2 separate regions of the Mus musculus genome follow, and region 2 is linked to region 1. Evidence: chromatin contacts called from public promoter capture Hi-C data. All regions are on one chromosome and are shown on one strand. Each heading gives the region's core, a stretch centred on a gene start, on an enhancer-like site or on the middle of the called end of the contact. The rest is flanking DNA. Distances are from core to core; before and after follow the strand shown. Region 1 overlaps Nsmce1 (NSE1 homolog, SMC5-SMC6 complex component). Region 2 overlaps Gtf3c1 (general transcription factor III C 1).

Region 1 (3,490 bases), core at 713-3,212:
ACGAGGAAAGGTGGGCCAAGCTCTGATGCCTGACTTACCACCCTCCAGTCCAGAGCCTCCTAGTGGACCATCCAGCTGCATAATACCTAAGCCCTTGAGCAATGAAACCTTGTGGGAAGCCTTAGCAAAGGGAGGCTGCATTTCTGAGGCCAAAGATGCCTCTAAAACCGAGTCCCTCGGATCAAGGAACCAGATGCCTAGGAAGGCTTGGCAGGGACCAGCCAGCAACCCGGTCAACAATCCTTCAGTGGGGCCCCTACAGAACTCACAGCAGCCCTGCCCAGAAAGTGGAGGAGCCCAGAGGTGCTCTCCCAACCGCGACCCCTACTGCCTGAGCCTGTGCCTTCCTTCACCAGATACATGGTGAACGAGAACTCAAGGGATACCCAGTGACAGGACTGAGAAGATTGAGGGGCTGATGGGTGGCAAGGTGGAGGGCCTCCATGCTCCCCTCCACAACAGCTCACAGATTTTTTTCAGGACTCCCATTAAACCCTTGCAGCCAAAAAAAAAAAAAAAAAAAGCTGAGCAGTGGTGGCACACACCTTTAATCCCAGCATTCTTTGGGAGGCAGAGGCAGGCAGAATTCTTAGTTCGAGGCCAGCCCGGTCTACAGAGTAAGTTCCAGAACAGCCAGGGCTACACAGAGAAACCCTGCCTTGAAAAAAAAACAAAACAAAACAAACAAACAACAAAAAAGAAAACGCTTGCAGCAGCTCCAAGCTGTCTACAGAAGGGACAGCCAGCAACTTCATTCTGAAAGGCATCTGATAAGCCTTCCATTGATTCCAGCCTCTTCCACTTGTGGCTGCAGCACTTAAGACAGACCATGTGAAAGTCAGGGAACACAGGCTCTCCTCTCAGAGGTCATGGAAAGCTTACAATAGAGAAGGGCCCACAGACAGGCCGGGCTCAACTGCTAGCACACAGACTGTGCACTCCTGAGTGAACGGGGAGGCCCCAGGGTACCTCAATCAACCACTTGCTCTGCACAAACTTCTGCAGCACCTGCTCGGCCTCCTTCTTCCTCATCTTTTTCCCTTTGAGTTGATCAACTAGGTTCAAAATGTTTGTAGAAGAAGCAAAGCCAGTTTCTGAGTCAACGATCAGTTCCAGCTGCAAGAGAAAGAGGTGCCTTATTCATCTATTTGAATAACAAACTCGACACCTAAGCCTCCAGCCAGCCCTGGTAGGAGAAGCTGCATGGACCCACACCAGGCACATCCCTACGACAGGTGCTAGGTATCCAATGTGCACACAGGTTGTGGCCCTTGTCCTAGCTTTATTCTCCACACACTGTAGACAGCCTAGGAGCACCACAAAATGGTTAAACTAGAAAGTCTACCTGCCTCGATGGGCCCAGTCAAGCTGAAACTGGAGAGGGGCGCTCCTTTCCCACCTTCCCCAGAGCTGCTATGTGCTCCCAGGACTCAGAACGTCTTAGCCAGGTGTGTGGCACATGGGCTGAGCACACTGCTACAAAGCTTGGACAAACCGTCCAGTGAGCGCCTCATTAAAGTGCAGGGCTGGGTTTGGAGCATTCTGGGCCAGGGACTGGGACCCATGCACTCCCACGAGTTCTCAGGTGCTCTGTTTGACAGGTAGCTTAAGGCCTGTCACTCCCTGTGAGACCCAGGAAGCTGGGAAGCATGACAGTGGCCTCCACAATTGCCGTTTCTATTTCCTCCCGTTAGAAACGCTGCATATGGTAGCAATGAGTACTGTACTCACAGCCTTTCTAAACAGATCCAGCTCGTTCTCTGCAAAATCCGTAGCCATTTTGGAAACTGAAGTTGTAGCAAGATTCACCTAAAAATAAACCACATAAGGATCAGGCCACGTGTCCACCACAAAGCTGATCACTTTCTCACCCCTCTCTCAGAAGCATGGGTCCCGCACGAGCCACTGCAGAGCCCTCTGAGCCAGTTTCTCAAAATGCCACTAGAGGGCGCTGCCTCGCATACCAGTGCATAAATGGGTCTCCCATCATCTTCCGTGACTCCTTTCTTTATCTCAATATACAGAGACTCCAGGACACTGTTGATGTTGTTGATGAAGTCCTCCAGCTTATCTACAGTCGCATTTCCTGGAAATAAGCAGGCAGGGATGGGAGTGGATTCGTCGAAAAAGCACACACAGCCTGTTTCAATCTCTGGCCCCTGACCACACTAGCAGCCCCAACAGAAATGTTTTGGCTTTCTTGGGCCAATGCCAATATTGTGGTTTCTTTCTTCCCGGAGTGCTCAAAGATAAGCTGAGACAGATGGTGTAGTGAGGCAGAAAGGCGGACAAGATTGTTATCTCAGACCACTGAGACAGTAGCCTTCCTTCCTCTTCCCCAAGGCTTCATGCTGCACCAGTGGCCCTCCACAGCTCCCTCCTCCTAGAAAGCTAGCCAGGACACATCTGAAGGCCTTGGGCCAGCCCAGGCCTGAGCCACAACAGGGTAAGTGAGGCACTCACAGCAGAAGAGGCCCTGTTCTAAGCATAATCCAAGCAGCTATTGCCCAAGTGTCCTCCCACTGGCCCTTCTCGGGCCCTGGCAGCTCTGAGCACAGGCAGAGACGGTGTGAACTGTGGGAGCCTGGCTCTAGCGGAAGCTCCTGCTATGCCACCATCAGGAGGCCACCAGCCATCAGGAGGCCACCAACAGGGACCTTTTTGAGAGCCATGAGTCTGAGGAGGGGAAAAGGTCCAGAAGCAGGGGGCTTGGGTGAACAGATACTAACAGCTGGTGAGAAAGACCAGGAAAGGATGCAAAGGGAGAGGGCATGTGTTACACATCCCAGCTTGGAGAGTCAGCCCCTCTGTCGGCTACAGAACCTGCTCTAACACAGTGAAGGCATACGGCCAGCTTCATACACTAGAATTACCGATCTGCAGTGTGATACTTTCAAGACCAGAGTATACCTGTTTTCACTTATTAAAATAATGTCAAAGGATTTATACTTTAGAGTTACTTTGGGAAGCCCAGCAGTGGTAGCTCACGCCTTTTAACGCCAGCACTCGGGAGGCACAGGTAGGCCTCAGAGTTTAACAGGCAGCCTGGTCTGCAGACTGAGTTTAGGGACAGCCAGGGCGACACAGAGAAACCCTGTCATGAAAAAAAACAAAACAAAACAAAAAAAAAACAAGCAAAAAAAAATTTTAAATAAAGAAAAAAAAACAAAAAACAGAACCACTGAGAAAAAAACTGCAGGAAAAACAAAAACAGAAACAGACACCATGCCACCATTTATGTTACTAAGCTTACTAAGGCTTGCACTAGAAAGAAGACTCATCTAAAGGGTCAGTCTCACTTCCTACAGAAAGTGGGCATTTCTAACACTGTGTAACAAAAATAAAGCCAGCTTAAAAGACAAAAGGTAATATTGGTAGCAGGGGAAGACATGCAACATTAAGGGCAAACAAAGACCCAGACTCATGGGTTCACAGTAATAGCAACATACATGTGCTGCAGTGGCTCTTTGTCCCTTTGTTTAATAAATCC
Region 2 (3,490 bases), core at 371-2,870, 190 kb after region 1:
AAGTCGGGCTGGTCAAGACTCACATTCTCCATCTTGGCTTGTATCTTCCATGAAGAGACTGAGGACAATAACATTCTCCCTCAGCCATACCCTATCACAGGTGATTTGTAACTGACTGTACACCACCATTTTCTATCAGAGCTGCTGGGCACAGCATTGCTGGCCACCTGCCAGCCTGTCCATGTCTGTGAGGAAAGTGGAATATGGCAAAGGAGAAACAGGTCCACCAGAAAGGCCTGGCCAGCTAGAGCCTACCATGTCTGCTGTCAGGGAAAGGAAAGGCTTAGGCAGAGATAGCTGACCTTGGCTTGTTTTTTTTTTTTTTTAATCCTACTTCCAGGTGAGCACATGACCCCATCCCCAGGACACAGTCCAGGAGACAGACACAGGAGGACAGAACCCCGGCCTGCTGACCTTGAAGCCTCCCCCGCCCCCCCCCCCCCCCCCCCCGCCCTTTTTCTTTCTTTGTCCCGGGCTATGCTGGGATTAGGCAGTCCAAGCTTCAGACTTCATTCTCTGCCAACTCTCTATCACCTTGACACACCTCTCTGGTGTTTCCTCTTCTGAAGAATGGGACTAGGTGGATATTTTTCCTTCAGAGAAAATTCATTCAGGTAGGAAACAAGAACATTCTACAAATAAGAACAAGCAGCTTCATAGAAAAAGGCCCTAGGCATGTAGTGTGGAGACCCACGGGGCTGGTCATTCCGTGGCCTGTGACTGTAGCTGACTTGCAGTGCAGAGTCACGATGTGCCCAGGCTCCCTGTCTGATCTGGAACAAGAACTATATAAGAGATTCTTCTGTCCCTCCTCCCACCCTACCCGATTCTTGCACTGGTAGCATGCTGTAGGCCTCTGTAGGTATCTCCCAACTTCACAGAATCTCTCTGGCTCTCCCTCCTTAGTCCCCTGGGGAAGGGCCAGAAGGCCTATAAGGAGATAGTAGGTTGACTTCGCAGCCAAGAAAATGCTTTGTGATTCCTGGGTACCTGCTGTCCCCATTAAGACCTGGGCCCCACCTAAAAGTATCTGGGGGCAACCAGTCCTGCCAAGGGGATACAGTGTGTTTTGCTGAGTGATCCTCAGTCTGTCATGCTTCTCCCAAGAGTAAGCTCTACGAAGAGTTCCTAGGACTGCTCTGATCACAGCAGCATCAGTCAGTGTCCCTCACCTCTGTATGGGGATAACTAGGGCAGACGCATAGTGAACCAGCAGCCTTGAGAGCCTTGCTCTGCATCTGCTCCCAAGGGTGAGCTATAAGATCGTGTACATGGAAATGCTCAGAACCACTTCCAGATTCTGGACTCCACACCCGAGTCTGAGCAGTGAGTGAAGGAGGAGAAAGGGTGGAGTGCTGGAACACGGGCCTCGGCACAGCCTAGCTGTGAATATGGCTTACTTGTAGTTCATGAAAGCCTGGGGATTTTTGACTATGTAGCGAGCTCTTCGTCCAACCGAGTGAGAGGTTTTATCCAAAGACTCTTCAAAGGTAGCATGCAAAATGTCCCGCACGACCTGCCAGGTGACAAATGGTCCTTTCACCTAGTTCAAATATAGAGTGTGACAGTTAGTATCTGCAGAGTCCATTTTCAGGACAGCTAACAGAAAGGATTGGGAACGAATGTATCCTGGGAGCCTGTTTCCCCAAGGAGGTCAAAGTGCTCACTTCATGTTTGCCTACCTACCCTGTGCCAGTACAGGAAAAGAGGTCAAGCCCTCAACATCATATGGAGCTGTGTGTTCTGACAAGCACTGAGAGGGGGGTCTTAGTATCAGGTAAAGTTAAGAGTAAATGTGCTTTGGTATGGTAGTCTTTCTTTCTTTTTTTTCACATTGAGATAGGGTTCTCTCTTGTGTGGTCAGGGCTGGCCTGGAACTCCTGACTCCTAGGATCAAAGGTATTCATCACCTTGCTGGAGAGGTAGAGTTTTAAAGACTGACACATTCTGTATCATGAGCATCTGCAGCATCCACAGTGGTAGAAATGAACTAAGATGCAGACTCAGGACATGTCAGAAAACACACAGGAAGGGACTCAAAGACAGGTGACATTTCTAACTCTAATAAGATGTCAGCAAGTTCTAGTGAAGAATGGTTGGCTACGTGATGAGGGAGGAGAGGCATTCCTCGCCACCAGCATTGCAATAAAGAGCCACGTGAGAGGTAGCAGATAGAGTTCAGGGTGGTAATGGGCACCCTCTATCTTCCTTAGGAAAAGTAGGGATGAGATTTAGGAGAGGGTGGGGTACAAGGGTTAGAGACAAATGGCTTCTCCTGGCTGCTGTGCTGGTGATGAGGACAGTCAGCTCTTAGGCCTGCTGTCCCTGTTGGCATCACTGCCTGCCGGGGCCCTGACCCTGCTGACATGGAGCTCATGTCCTGCTGCCCTCTGGAAAGAAGCATGAGTGTGCTCATGCCTGGCTGCACAGCATGCTGGCAGCAAGGAGAGCCGGGGTCCCGAGGTGCTGTCGGAATGTGAAGCCAGGCAACGCTGGCTGAGCTGTGGAGCCTGTCACCACGAGAAGCAACGAAGGGTAAGCAGGGAAGTTACAGTGAGTCTGGAACACAGAGCATAGGGCTATGGCCAGCAAAACAAATGTCAAGTGTCTCTGCCTTAGGGGACAGCTACTCCAGAGTCCATGGGTACCACAACTGCAGAGCCAAGGCAGAAAGCAATGGTTCACGGTACAGAAGACACCAAGCCTCTACAGGCAGACAACATAGAATGAATGGGCAGACAAGAGCAAAATGGCTTGACCTACTCCACTGCAGCCAGGCAGAAGTGCACATGCGTCTGAAGGCTAGGAGAAATGTAGGCTGGTAGTATAAGTGCATGGGATTCTGGGAAATGCTTTTCTGGGCAGCCTCTAGGAATGGGAAACAAGTTCAGAGCCACACCTCTCAAAATCTAGCAAAGGGCTGCTCCCAGGGGACGGGGATGCTCCCAGGGGACGGGGGTGATGGAGGTACCTTGGTGTTGAGGACGTTGCTGGCGATCCGGCAGAGCATTAGCAGCCCATCCTCCTGCATGGACCAAGAGACACGCAGCCGGGTCATCATCCGGAGGGCGTTCTGGTCAGCCTCATCTTGGTAGCGTAGCTTTTTGCTTTTGGCTTCTGGATGCTCTCCTAGAAACACAAGAAGAAAGGAGAGGGTCCTTCAGCAACTGGCTTGAGCTAGCTTTTCTTCCCCAACTACACTGTTAAGAAGTGACCAAGCCTGCCAGCTACTAGATAATGCCCAGCTCCAAACAAGCAAACCATGAAGGGTTCACCATCTTCTGACAGCTCTTTTACCCATTTTCTTTGGCTGAGTATCATGGGTTCAGGTGAGGCAATGTGAATGTAGCCCTCACTCCACAGCCAAAGTGCGACAATTGGACCACCATCAATGGGATCCACTAGCCATATAATGCTCCCCACCATTCCGAAGCAGCTAGTCTGATAGAAAGATGGAATGGCCTTTTGAAGACACAGTTACGGGCTGGAA

Evidence for each region. Capture Hi-C pulls out chosen DNA fragments and counts their contacts.
Region 2: a contact with region 1 is called in a promoter capture Hi-C map of liver. The contact joins two enhancer-like sites. A contact is called at or near these places in 2 of 39 promoter capture datasets (embryonic stem cells and hematopoietic stem and progenitor cells), 2 of 15 datasets of contacts at CTCF or cohesin (CD8 T cells and large pre-B cells), 81 of 484 Hi-C or Micro-C datasets (the AML12 cell line, B cells, the BV-2 cell line and 55 more), 13 of 115 datasets of contacts at active chromatin or transcription factors (the 230-238 cell line, the HPC-7 cell line, acute myeloid leukemia and 8 more) and 4 of 9 other capture datasets (adipose tissue, embryonic stem cells, liver and 1 more).

The regions. Positions count from the first base shown.
Region 1 is chr7:125,470,144-125,473,633 of GRCm38.p6, forward strand. Nsmce1 (NSE1 homolog, SMC5-SMC6 complex component) reads right to left here. Exons shown (of 8, transcript NM_026330.4): 3 at 1,965-2,086; 4 at 1,732-1,809; 5 at 970-1,116. Among named protein-coding and RNA genes, the nearest start is that of Nsmce1, 20 kb to the right of the region's middle. Within about 2 kb of position 1,963, at least 173 of the 459 cell types and tissues checked have an H3K27ac peak or open chromatin away from gene starts, as enhancers often do. A contact at or near this core is called in liver, where this site is marked.
Region 2 is chr7:125,656,086-125,659,575 of GRCm38.p6, forward strand. Gtf3c1 (general transcription factor III C 1) reads right to left here. Exons shown (of 37, transcript NM_207239.1): 24 at 2,972-3,129; 25 at 1,401-1,543. Among named protein-coding and RNA genes, the nearest start is that of Gtf3c1, 50 kb to the right of the region's middle. Within about 2 kb of position 1,621, at least 5 of the 459 cell types and tissues checked have an H3K27ac peak or open chromatin away from gene starts, as enhancers often do. A contact at or near this core is called in liver, where this site is marked.